Linked DNA regions of Mus musculus: region 1 is linked to region 2. The links are chromatin contacts, called in public Hi-C maps. All regions are on one chromosome and are shown on one strand. The core of a region is the stretch at or near the end of the contact, and the rest is flanking DNA. Distances in the headings are between cores, read along the strand shown.

Region 1 (6,517 bases), core at 3,356-5,855, 280 kb before region 2:
CCAGCATCAGAAACCACTGCCCCCTGCTAGGCATAGTGAAACATAGCCCTATTGCTAGCCTGGGTTCCAAGTCTGGTGTTCTTATTGAATATGCCCACAGTGTTAGGAGACTAACTCCAGGAACTCTGTGTCTGCTTCTTTCTAAGCATCTGGGAAGTAGGTTGGCTCAGGAGTATCTCCAAGGCCATCCACCCTAGGACCTGGGCTGTGGGAACCTTTCTGCCCCACAGAGACCAGGCCTAATGGCCGTGGGTGACAATAGGAATTGCCATGAGGCAGGCCACATAGCTCATGGTGTCTCTACCTGACCAGGTGCTGTACAAGCTGGCATGGAGTGAGAGTGTGGAGAGAGACTGTGCTGCCACCTGCGCCAAGAAGTAAGCCTGTCTCCTGCCCACCCCAAGACCTACAGCCAAGCCCCCAGAACCGCCAGCAGAGCTCCAAGCCCTCCCCCCTCCCATGCCTGCTCCTGCTCCAGCCTCTGGCATAGCTCCCAACCTAGTGTCTCCAGCCCTGTAGTCACCCATCTTCTGCACTGTCTCAGCTGTGTTCCTCTTCCCTCAGGTTCGCCGATCATCTGCACAAATTCCACGAGAGTGACAACGGAGCAGCAGCTGGTGACTTATGGCAGTGACCCCCAGGCTCACCGGAGATGTGTTGGCTGCTGCCCCCTCCCCTGTTTGATCAGCTGCTTCTAATGATGTAGCCTTCCCCTCTCCCACTCCCACCCCCCCAAAAAAAAATCCCCCATGGAAACTGTCTCTGTCTTCAGCTAACAGCTGCCAGGAGCTCAGATCCCCAGCTCCTTTCAAAGGTTGTCACGGCTTCATTGGAGCCCTAAAGTTCAAACAACCCAGCTAGTCTGACACCCCTGAGGCTCCACCCTCGGTCTAGTCACCTGACCTGGGCTCCACCCACATCAGAACCTCTAGCCCTGGTGGCAGAGTTTTCTGTGATACATATTGTCACTACCCAGTCTGGCATTTCTATAGCCTCTCTTAGGACCCCGCCACACAATAAAATAGTTGGGAGGCTCGTCTAGGCCCCAGGCTTTTCATCTGCCCTATTACCTGGCAGGGCGGGAAGCGGCTTTGATAAAACCTTAACTGTAATCCCGAAGACAGGGAGCCCATAGAGGGCGGGATGGTTTCCACTACCCCTTCCCTGCACCCAGTCCATGATTTGAGTTCTGCTTGCTTCTTTAGCAAAATATTCTGGTTTCTAGAAGAGGAAGTCTGTCCAACAAGGCCCCTGTGCCTCAGGCACCACAGACCACACGGTCTGAGGCCCCAGCAAAACCGATCCTGGGCCACAATAGCAAGGCCAACTCTCAGGACCTCAGGCAGACCCTCCTCTGCTGGGTTTAATCTTCTTCAGCTTCGCAAGAAATAAAGAATCATTGCAGCCACAGTGGGGTCTTTTATTCTGTGACTCCTCAGCTGAACATTGAGTGTCTGAGAGACTGGTGGGTGCCTGCAGCACCTGCCCCCTGGAGCTTACCTGGCATATAGGTAGGCTCTCTCCCATTCTTCCTATCCTCAGAAATGCTATGAGTATGTCCAGAGCATTCCTGGAACCCAGACCAGAGTGTCAGAGTTTGTTGAGTACAGCCCCCTCCAAACCAGAAATATATTCTTTATTCCCAAACAACCTGTTGGATCTCAGTATTACAGCCTGCCTAGAATCCCCCAGGGAGGGGCTGGGGGCGTGGCTCAGTGGTGGAGCCCCTGCCTAGAATCCCCCAGGGAGGGGCTGGGGGCGTGGTTCAGTGGTAGAGCCCCTGTTAGAATCCCCCAGGGAGGGGCTGGGGGTGTGTCTCAGTGGTAGAGCCCCTGCCTAGAATCCCCTAGTGAGGGGGCTGGGGGCGTGGCTCAGTGGTAGAGCCCCTGCCTAGAGTCCTCCAGGGAGGGGCTGGGGCGTAGCTCAGTGGTAGAGTGTTACCTAGCATGTACAAGACCCTGAGTAGAGTCCCCACCCCAAAAGATAAATAACACCTGATAGATAAAGATACATAGATTCCTAGCAGTCAGGATCATTACTTCAGTCTGAGCTACAACAGCAACACTGTCTCATAAAACCACACATGACAGAGTACTCATCAGTTAGTCAGACCAGCCATGGCTGAGGGCCTGACGTGTCCCAACAGGCTCATGTCACCTCCCTGTCAACTTCTGGGGAGTCTCTGCTTCTATTTCTTTGTGCCCCAGAGCTATGTATGAAGCGTGCATCTTTTTTTTTCTTGGGTCCCTGCTTGCCAAATGTACCAAAGCCATCACACTCCAGCAATCTGAGAACCAACTTTCCCCAGTCTGTCCCACTCACAAAGCAAGACTTACTGGGAGCTGGGCAATGGTGATGCACGCTTCTGATCCCAACACTCAGGGACCAGGAGCAGGTGGCTCTCTGTGAGTTCAAGACCAGCCTAGTTCTACTGAGTGAGTTCCAGGACAGCCAGGGCTACCCAAAAAAAAAAAAAAAAAAAAAAAAAAAATCCTGTCTTTGAAAAAGAAAGGCCGGGAGGGGAGTTCTGGAGAGATGGCTCAGTGGTTAAGAGCACTCACTGCTCTTCTGAAGGTCCTGAGTTCAATTCCCAGCACCCACACAGTAGTTGACACCTGTCTGATTCCATCTTGTGTGCAAGGTACTAATATACATAAAATATATTTTTTTAAAAAAAGACTCACTGGGCTATGTCCATGTCAGGTTTAATTCCAAGCTTTCTCTGATCTCTGCATCCAGGGAGGCCCCTCCTTCAGAGCCCACCATAAAAGCACCCCTTATCATCTGTCCTAGCTGATTTTCCTCCAAGGCCCCAAAGTCTTCTATCCTCAGGGAGCCCGGATGCACCTGTCACCCTTAAACCTCATTCCAATCTCCATGACAGCTGCTCTCAGCCAATCACTGCCACCCTCCTTCTATGTGTCCTGTCAGTTCCTCATGTGGGTTAGACTCACTCCTCACTTCCTCCTCTGAGAGATCAGAACCATTGTCTTATTCTGGGTTTCCCATCCCAGAATCCTCGCCAGTCACTGACAGCTCACCATTGAATTTAAGCCACAACTTAGATCCAGGTAAGTCCTCTTTCATGTCCCCAGCATCCCATCTCCCTAAGCAGTGGGGACAGTGGGTTCTATAGCCAGACCACCCAGGGGTTCAGTTTCTCTCTCACCCCTATACTACCCTTCCTGACTGGGAACCTCCTGGTTCACAGCCACATGAGTTCAATCAATGGCTGGATTCCAGCCTAAACTTTCATTAAGTGTTTGCTGGCCAGGTCTAGAGACAGGGCAGCTGCTGGTCCCTGTGTGGCTGAGAAGAAACAGGTACCCAGGCAGGCCTCAACAGAGGTCTGGCTGGTTTCGGTGGCCCCCAGCAAGTTCCCATGTGCTCAGCACACCCCATCTCTCCAATGTCAGCCCAGTTCCCCCAGCCCCATGCCACCCCTGCTGCTTCCTGGAAAATAATCAGTGAATCTGATTTCCTGTGAGTGAAAGGACTTTACAAAGGTCAGAGGCCACCCCGTGTGGGAGGAGGGCAGCAGATGGAGGCACTCCAGGCAGATCACAGCCTGAGGTCAACACAGACAGAAGTCTCCCTGAAATGGGGAGCAAGGAGGAGAGGAGAGCAGGCCCAAGGGACCATATCCACTGCAGAAGCCACAGGCCTCACCTCTGAGCATCCCCTCACACACCTGTGGGGTTTTGTCGTTTTTTTCGTTTTTTGGCTTTTTGAGACAGTATGTACCCTAGGCTGGTCTCAAACTATTGCTTCCCTCCTCCGTCCGAAGCGCGTTGGGATTATGGGCATGTGTCAACCCCATCTGACTCCTCCCCGCGCCTCTAGTCACCAGGTTATTCCATCTCCTCTGGTCTCTTTACCCCTCGGGATGCCCTAGAGCGCCACCAGAGAAGTCAGGCCAGGCAATACCTAGTTCTGGTTCTGTCGCCAACCCAGAGTGAGGACTTCGCAGAATCCTGGACGACCTCAGACACCTCTCCTGGTGGGACCAGAGTAAAGCTGAGTGGGGAGGACCTGTGTGTAGGAGCTCTTCCCCAGATCCGAAATCCTGGGCGGTTTCCCGCACCCCGAGGGCAGGAGGAAGACAGGGGGCGTGGCTCTGGGCTCCTGGATGTTGAGAACCAGACAGACATTTCCTTGGTTGCGACATCTGGACCTCCTCGAGGCTTCCATTGTCCTCTGGCGGAGGGTCGGCCTACAGCGCCCGCCCCTGTCTGACTCTCAGTAACCCAGAGACATTTATAGGGTGTCCACGCCCGGGGTGACCCATCACGTAGAACATCCTCCAATCCTGCCCTTGGGGGCCACCACCCTGGGCTTCGGGAGACGCTCCCACACGAGAGGGATTCCTTCGACTGGCAACGAGACCTGGGCACCCGGGTCTTTCTGCTCAGCCACTGTCCGGAGGAAGACAGAGCGGTTAGCCGGCGCCACTGGGGCTCCGGAGAGAGAGCCGGGGTTGGGGGTTGGGGAAGGACTTGGGAGCGTGGCTAGTGGCTCGCGCCGCGTGGGCGGGGGGTGCGGCAAAGGAGGGGCCTGAAGCGGGGGGGCGTGTTGGGGCGGGGCTAGTGGTGGGGCGGGGCCCAGAGGCGCGCGCTGCTCAGGCAAGGAGGAGGGCCAGGGGCGCGCGGCGCGCGAGTCTGGGATCGGAGCGCGCGGAGCTCGGGAGCCTGAAGAGGGAGAGAACCTCAAGGGGGCCGCACCAGGACCGCCAAGACCGCCTCGCAAGCTGCAGGCCAGGGAAGCGGGAGCCACCCCCGCTGCCGCCGCCACCGGCCACCAAGGGCGGAGCTACGGCCCGGAGGGCCATGCGCCACCGGGTCCGGGGATCCCAGCCGCGGTCCGGGCAGCGCTCCTCCGGCGCCCCAGCCCGCGCGGCCGAAGCTGCGCGCCTGTAGGTACGGCCTGCTTGTTCTCAGCTCCCTGTCCCCACGGTCCTTTACTCTACCCGGTGCCCAGCTGTCCCCGAGGGTGTGTGTGTGTGTGTGTGTGTGTGTGTGTGTGTGTGTGTGTGTGATGAGGTGTGTGGTGTGTGCTCACCGCCTCCCCGGGAAGCGCGGTCGCACGCGCCCGGGTCCGAGCGTGTCTTTGTGTGCACCGGTGGGAGGGAGGAGGACGCGCGACAGAGGGGGATGAACCCCTCTGGGATCGGATCCTAGACCCACTGCCCAGGAGAAGTGGAGAGTAACGGGAAGCTGAGGTGGGAGAAAGAAGCCACCTCTGGAGCAGCTGAGCCCCTTTCCCCTCATCAGACCCTGGCTGGTTGGAGGGGCGAGCGCAGCTGGTCCTCTACAGGAAGGGATCCGATGCTGGGGGGAGGGGACGTTCAGGTCTCTTCCAGGGTCTGGGAGGAGGTGGGTCAACACAGCATGAGGGTGATGGCTACACGCTGGGGTCTCGCTGGGCCACAGTGACCCCGTGGGGACACTCTCTTTCCGGCCCAGGCCCTCTTTCCCACGGCCACTATTCGTGACCCGCCCACTCTGGAGCTCCGGAGCAGCCCCGGGTTTGAGAGGAGGATCGCCGAGGGTGACAGGCCGGCGCCTTTAAGAAGGGGCGGGTTAGTGCCCTCCATTCAGCCCCTTCGGCCTAGGCCATTGATGAACCTGTGAGCTGCGCGTGTAGGAAACGCGCCAGGGCTGCGGGCCGGAGCCAGGCAGAGGCTGGGACGCGCCAGGGCTTTCCTACCCTTCCACCCTCGCATAGAGTCCCTCAGTGGAGTCTTTGAGGTCAGAAGTCTGCAGTGATCGGACAGTCGCAGGGTATCCCCCAAAGAGGCTGTGAACGTGGGTAAACCAGAGTCTAGTTCACCAGAGGTGATGTAGGGGGTGGGGCTGTCAGACCAGTGTTGAGCTTCATCTCTGCCCCTTTGTGGAATTTTTAAAAATTTTTGCTTGTTTATTTATGAGTGTGTGTGTGTGTGTGTGTGTGTGTGTGTGTGTGTGTGTGAGTGTGTGAGGACAACTTTCGAGAGTCAGTTCTTTCTTTACATGGGTTCTGGGGACCGAACTCAGGTCATCAGGCTTGGCGCACGTCTTGTTACCACTGAGCCATCTCATCAACCTGATCTCTGTCTGCCCCCTGAGCTGAATTACCTCGTGTGCCAAATAAGTGTTTCTGCCAGGGGATCTGATGGAATTGCTCCTCTTGGGGAGCACCCTTCCTACTTGGGCAGTCACCCCCCAGATAAGTGGTTCCCCCAGGAGGCTGTAAGGAACGGGGAATCTGAAACCGCTACACTGTATCACCTTCAATATATATCTTTTGATTTCCAAGATGTCTGGGGGGGAAAAAATCTTTCAAAATCCCATTCGGCTAGTGTGAGGCATCATGGTTTTGTTTGCTTAGTTGTTGTTGTTTGAGACAGTCTCACTATGGCCTGAAACTCTCTATGTAGACCAGGCTTGAAGTGAGAGAGATTTCTGCCTGTATTTAATTGATTCTTTTTTTTTCCATTTTTTATTAGGTATTTAGCTCATTTACATTTCCAATGCTATAC
Region 2 (6,409 bases), core at 1,466-3,965:
TGGGGAAGCAATTTGGATAACTCATTCGCACATTCTCAGTAGCTCTTATTCCTCCATTATTAGGACTGCTTCCAGAATTTTCTAGCAATTTCCAGGTATTCTTCATGGATGATTTCAGAATAAAGCAATAATATTCTAGAATGCTCCCTCAAAGATTACTTTCAAAGAACCTAACTGCAGAACCATGCCTAGCTATCTGTAACCCTGAGAATCTAATAATAGACTGCCCCCCCATATGGACCCTCTCCAATTTGGGAGGTGTTTTCAGCAAATTAAAGGTCAGCATTGGAGCAGAGTTATGTAGCTTATTTGATGGGGTGCTTTCCTAACATGCAAGAAGCCCTGGGTTTAATTTCCAGCCCCACACAAACCAGGCCTGCTGGTACATACTTACAGCTCTACTACTCCCTCAGCTACATAAAACCCTGAAGAAAAACAAAAACAAAAACAAGCCAGGCAGTGGTGGCACACGCCTTTAATCCCAGCACTTGGGAGGCAGAGGCAGGCAGATTTCTGAGTTCGAGGCCAGCCTGGTTAACAGAGTGAGTTCCAGGACAGCCAGGGCTACACAGAGAAACCCTGTCTCAAAAAACCAAAATAAATAAATAAATAAATAAAGGACTGCTGTCAAAGCTGGCCAGGGCTCATTGAATGCCAGTCCTGGATGTAAAGCTGGTCCAATGACTGACCCTTCTGTCTTCTCTCCTGCTCTAGTTCTAAGCCCTCCGACTTCCACAGCTCTGCCTCCGTCTGTCACAAAAGAAGACTGGGCACGGCACACTGGGCCAGCAGGTAAAGAGCCCGCTCTCCCCGCTGGAAAGGTTGGATGAGACAGGCAGGGGTGGGAACTAAGGAAGCTCTTCTAGAGACACAGGAAAGGGACTTGAGCAAAGGCTTTGGGGCAGATGGTAAAGATGAGCAGATGGCAGCAGATGACACCCAGAGCTCTGAAGAATTAAGGGTGGATAAGAGCTTTCTTCCTCTGTAGCCCTGGGACTCCCTTTGTAGATGAGGCTGGCCCTCAACTCACAGAGATCCACCTGCTTCTGCCTCTTGAGTGCTGGGATTAAAGATTTCTTTAAAATGCTTGAGTCAAATTAGGGGTTGCTGTTAAGGTGGGGAATTAAGAGCCCATGAGTAGGAACTCAAATCAGGAATCAAGGTTAGAGGTAAGTTTGGAATTAAAACTACAGGTATCACTGTGTGATTAAAAGTACGATAATTTAAGATTCAGGAGTTGAGGGGTGGAACTCAGGTGGTTGACTGACTGCTTATCAAGAACAAGCCCAAGCAGGGCAGTGGTGTCGCACGCCTTTAATCCCAACGCTTGAGAGGCAGAGGCAGAGGCAGGTGATCTCTGAGTTTGAGGCCAGCCTGATCTACAGAGTGAGTTCCAGGACAGCCAGGGCTACACAGAAACCCTGTCTCAAAAAAAAAAAAAAAAAACAAAAAACAAAAAACAACAACAACAAAAAAGAACAAGCCCATCTGAAGGACCACAAAACCACGAATGGTGGGTCACACCAAATTGAGGCAAGACCTCAAAAACCCAAAAGCTTTTACTCCTAGCATTCGGGAGACAGATCTCTTGTAAGTCTGAGAGATCAGTCCCTTTTTGTTTTTTTGTTTGTTTGTTTTTTTGAGACAGGGTTTCTCTGTATAGCCCTGGCTGTCCTGGAACTCACTCTGTAGACCAGGCTGGCCTCGAACTCAGAAATCCGCCTGTCTCTGCCTTCCAAGTGCTGGGATTAAAGGCATGCGCTATCACCACTGGAGATCCGGCCTATCTACATAGTGAGTTCTAGCCCAGCCAAGGCTACATACTGAGAGCTTATCTTGGGAAAAAAAGAAAATAGGGAGGAAAATCCTAAAAGATGTTTTTTACTAGACAGTGAGGTGACTCTGTGACTGAGGCAAAGTAAGCTGTGGGTGTGGTAAATGGCCTTCTTGTTCCCTTCAAAGGCTCCCTTGTCTCCGCAGCTACAGGAGTTGGTGCCTCACCTTCCAGGGACACTGTGTGGCTGACGACAGCAGCCCGGGCCTCAGGGAAGAAAAGTAAGTGGCCCTGCCCGGGTCCCGCAGGGGGGTTGGGGGGAGCGGTGGGCCAAGGGCTGCAATAGGGAGGGGAGCCTGCTGTCCCAGGTCATCCCCTGGCACCGGCCTGTGCGCCCCGCAGGCGGAAGGCTGAGGCTGGTCGGGGGCCCGAGCCCGTGCCGCGGCCGCGTGGAGGTGCTGTACGCCGGGGGTTGGGGCACCGTGTGCGACGATGACTGGGACTTCGCGGACGCGCGGGTGGCCTGTCGCGAGGCGGGTTGCGGGCCCGCGCTAGGCGCCACGGGCCTTGGTCATTTTGGCTATGGCCGAGGCCCTGTGCTGCTAGACAACGTAGGCTGCACCGGTACTGAGGCCCGCCTCAGCGACTGCTTCCATCTGGGCTGGGGACAGCACAACTGCGGCCACCACGAAGACGCCGGAGCGCTTTGTGCAGGTGAAGCTGTGGCAAGAGAGGAGGTGGAGCCGGAGTGGTGGGCGGGGCCCGACCCATAGGAGGTGCGGGCAGGGTTTATATGGAGGAAAGGTGGAGCCGTGCAAGCTGGGCGAGGACCCATGAACGCATGCGCTCACGTCTATGGGCGGGCCTGAATCAGGAGAGGGGTGGGTATCCTGTAGGGGCGGGACAAGATGTGGTTGAGCTGGGCGATGCGTGGGCCATGACGGTCCTGTGGGCGGAGCCTCTTTTAGCTCACAGTCGGGAGTGGGGCCGAGTCTGAGGAGGCCTGGGTGGGGTCGTGCGCAGGAGCTCCCTGCTGTGGGAGCGAGCGGAAGCTGCGTAGCTTTCTGGCTGGCCTAGGACTGGGAAGGCGAAAGTGAAGCAGGGCACAGGGTTTGTGGGCGGGGCCTGATAGCAGGAGCTGCGGTGGAGGAATGGGCGTGGCGCTCTCTGCTGCACTGCAGCGGAAGTATTGCACATAGCAGGGGGTGGGGGTGGGGTGGGGGGGGTGGATGCTCCTGCACTCTCGCTGTTGAGCCTTAGGGGTGTAACCGGAAGGGCGATTTGTCTGCAGGGGGTGACTAGGGCGCGGTCAAGGGAGCACTCGTGCTGTGCTATCCAATTTATAGTCTCTGCTGCTAGTGATTGGTAGGAAGCAGGAGTGGCTGACGGCTTTCCCAAAACTAGCCTTTGACTTTTCAGAGATACCAATGAAAACAGGTGTGTACAAAGTCTGGCAGGACACTGTCAATCCCTTGTTCCCGTATCTCCACCTTTACTTGATGCCTAGACCTAGGGGGTCCTCCAGTCTCCTACCTTAGGTTGGCAGGTCTTTGAGGTTCTTTCTGTCTTTCTGTACAACTTGGGAAGGTTGGGAGAATTGATCTGGTTCTAGGGAGCATATGTTCCCCACCATGACAACCATCTCTTTTTTTATGCCCCTGCTGAGCCAGGCCCAGAGGAACTGGGACTCCAAGTCCAGCAGGCTGGTTCTGAGACCACCCGAATGCCCAGTCCTCGGCCCAGAGATGGTAGGTGTTTACTGCCACTGAAAATGAGGTTGGAACTTTAGGGATAAGATGGACCTGGAGTGATAAAACACTACAGCAACCTAGAGATTTCTCCACTTGGGATCAAACAAACTGAAGAAATGAGAGAATGCAGAATTAGGCATGGTGGCCTATGGCTTTCATTCCAGCATTCTGGAGACTTGGGTCAGAAGGACAGTAACTTCAAGGCCTGCCTGAACAACATACAAGGGCTCATGGAAAAACAAACAACAAATTAGCCCAGGGAATGTAGGTGTGGAAGTGGGGACAGTAAACTTTGAGGGTCAGGATAAGACATGGTCATAGTTTGCAAACAGCCTGTGGCTAAGGGGCTGAGACTGTCTGTTGAGGGTCTCACTACATAGCTCTGGCTGACCATTGCTGTGTCGAACAGGCTAGGCTTGAACTCACAGAGATCTGCTTGCCTCTGCCTTCTTAGTGTTGGGATCAGAGGTGTGTGCCAACTTGTCCAGCATTATTTATTGGTGTCTGTGTACCCGTGTATATGCATGATATGTTCACACATGTGAAGGCAAAACAGTATGAAGGAATGTGAAGGTCAGAGGACAACCTGTGGTGGCAAGTGCCCTCAACTGTAGAGCCATCTCTTGGGTCCCATGATCCCATGGGCTCTTCTGACCCAGGCCTTATCTCCAACACAGGGCACCTCCGTCTGGCTAGTGGAACACACCGATGTGAGGGGCGCGTAGAACTCTTCCTAGGACAACGGTGGGGCACTGTTTGTGATGATGCCTGGGACCTACGGGCAGCCATTGTCCTGTGCCGTCAGCTGGGATGTGGCCAGGCTCTCGCAGCCCCGGGAGAGGCCCACTTTGGCCCAGGCCGAGGCCCAATCCTCTTGGACAATGTCAAATGCCGAGGAGATGAGAGCACCTTGCTACTGTGCTCTCATATCCGCTGGGATGTCCACAACTGTGACCACAGCGAGGATGCCAGTGTCTTGTGCCAGCCATTGTGACCCAGATGGCTCTGTACTCCATACCATATCAAAGGAGCCTATGAGGAACTGCCTGTCCTTTCCCAGGATGCCTTCCTATGATAGCTCGGGTTCCTGGTACCCCTTTCTCCCCGTGCATGGGAGAGATGCAGTACCTGCCCGAGTCCTCTTACTGTGTGTCCCGAGACTGTTATCACCTGCGGAAGGCCCAATACAGTGAACATAGCAATGTTTTGCTCAGCCAAATCAGAAAATGTGAGAGAATAACCCACTTCTCTTTGGGGGAACTCATATAGTACCCCCAATCCTTCCCTTCTGCACCCACATCCATGAGGCTTGGGCTGTCTGTAAATGCCTTCAAACCCTTACCGTGACCTCTCTTGGTCTCCTGCTAAAAGTGGGGAGACAAAGGGGTTGGGGTGCTCTTTTCTATAGACTGGCAGGGGACTGCAGAAGAACCAGGCCATCACCTTCCCTGCTGGGTGAGGACCTGGACTCAGATGGTGCTCCGCTGAACAAGGGGGCTGCAGGGGCCAAAACAGGGACCAGAGGAGCCCTTCCTGCAGCTTCTCTGATTTCCACTGCCCCCCCCCCCCCAGCACAGAGCCTCCATTTTGCAGTAACAAAGAACCCTGGAGGCCCATAGCCACTGTCCTTAGGTGCCAAGTCAATAAAGCATTATCTCCCCCAGTCTTTTAACTGAGGTCATTGTTTGAGAACCTGTACCATGGCTACTGGAAAAACTCCAGGAAGGACTTTCTGGAGAAAACTGGCATGGCGATGAAAGGCTGTGGTCCAAGAGCAGCATCATCCAGTTCTCCAGAGCCCATCACGGCCGGGAAATGCTGACTCACCATGGCAAGCCTCAGGCTCCTCAGTGGAGTGTCTGGTCATCCTCCATTGGGCTACACACACACACAAATCTAGATCCAGGAAAGGAGAGGCAGTAGGGCACGATGGTGCATGTTTGTAATGCCGGTGCTCGGGGTGCCGAAGAAGGGCGTTCTGCGGGTGGGGTGGGGTTCCAGGCCAGCCAGAGCTGCAGAGTGAGAGAAGCTGACTGAATAGGCCCAGAAAATAAAATGGCAGAAAAACGGAAAAAAACAAAACAAAACAACCCTCCTCTGGTCAACCTGTGATATTCCCTCTTTAAAGGGATCACAGGAATGAAGATCAGGAGTTCAAAGCTATCCTCAACTACATAACCATTCAAGGCCAGCTTAGACTACTAGATACCTGGGGGTAGGGGTTGCTGGGAGACCCTGCCTGAATTAGTGGTGGCAAAGATCTGTAATTCAGCACGTACATGCTTAAGCAGGTGGATTAGGAGTTTAAAGCAGCCTGAACTTCTAGAAAGGCCACACTACCCTCTCCACTTTCTCTGCCTATGAATTTCTATATTAGTTTTGTTTGCTTTTTGTTTTAGTTTTTCAAGACAGGTTGGTTTTGTTTGTTTGTTTGCTGTATAGCCCCGGCTTTCCTGTAACCCAGTCTATAGACCATGCTAATCTTAAATTCAGAGGTCTGCCTGCCTCTGCCTCCTGAGAGCTGGCATCCATTTTCATGTGTGAGTTGTTATATTTTGTTCTCATTCATTGCTGCCCTCTTTATGCCTTTGCTGTTCTCTGATGCTTCCTTTAGACTCCATTCCTGCTTGCTTGGGTTGGTTTGATTGCTTTGTTTTGCTGTGGTAGGACTGGGGATTAAACCTAGGCTGGTGAGATGGCTCAGTGGTTAAGAGCACAGACTGCTCTTCCAAAGGTCCTAAGTTTAAATCCCAGCAACCACATGGTGGCTCACAACCATCCATAACAACAATCTGATGCCCTCTTCTGGAGTGTCTGAAGACAGCTACAGTGTGCTTACATATAATAAATAAATAAATATTTAAAAACAAAAAAACAAAACCCA

Evidence for each region. A called contact is a pair of places that touch in the nucleus more often than the background predicts.
Region 1: a Hi-C map of embryonic stem cells shows a contact between it and region 2, with 4 times the contacts expected there. The contact joins the promoter of Sh2b2 here to the enhancer-like site in region 2. A contact is called at or near these places in 2 of 15 datasets of contacts at CTCF or cohesin (embryonic stem cells and large pre-B cells), 24 of 484 Hi-C or Micro-C datasets (B cells, the Ba/F3 cell line, the G1E-ER4 cell line and 6 more), 4 of 115 datasets of contacts at active chromatin or transcription factors (bone marrow-derived macrophages, embryonic stem cells and microglia) and 4 of 9 other capture datasets (adipose tissue, embryonic stem cells, liver and 1 more).

The regions. Positions count from the first base shown.
Region 1 is chr5:136,243,028-136,249,544 of GRCm38.p6, reverse strand. It overlaps Sh2b2 (SH2B adaptor protein 2), which reads left to right and starts at 4,605. Exons shown (of 9, transcript NM_018825.4): 1 at 4,605-4,916. Gm30408 (a long non-coding RNA gene) reads right to left here and starts at 4,110. Exons shown (of 4, transcript XR_868600.2): 1 at 3,928-4,110; 2 at 1,501-1,570. It also overlaps a transcript of Cux1 not described here.
Region 2 is chr5:135,959,002-135,965,410 of GRCm38.p6, reverse strand. It overlaps Ssc4d (scavenger receptor cysteine rich family, 4 domains), which reads left to right. Exons shown (of 11, transcript NM_001160366.1): 7 at 715-792; 8 at 1,981-2,055; 9 at 2,177-2,488; 10 at 3,445-3,522; 11 at 4,203-5,188. The coding sequence ends at 4,519. Among named protein-coding and RNA genes, the nearest start is that of Ssc4d, 12 kb to the left of the region's middle. Within about 2 kb of position 2,715, at least 418 of the 459 cell types and tissues checked have an H3K27ac peak or open chromatin away from gene starts, as enhancers often do. A contact at or near this core is called in B cells, the Ba/F3 cell line, the G1E-ER4 cell line and 10 more, where this site is marked.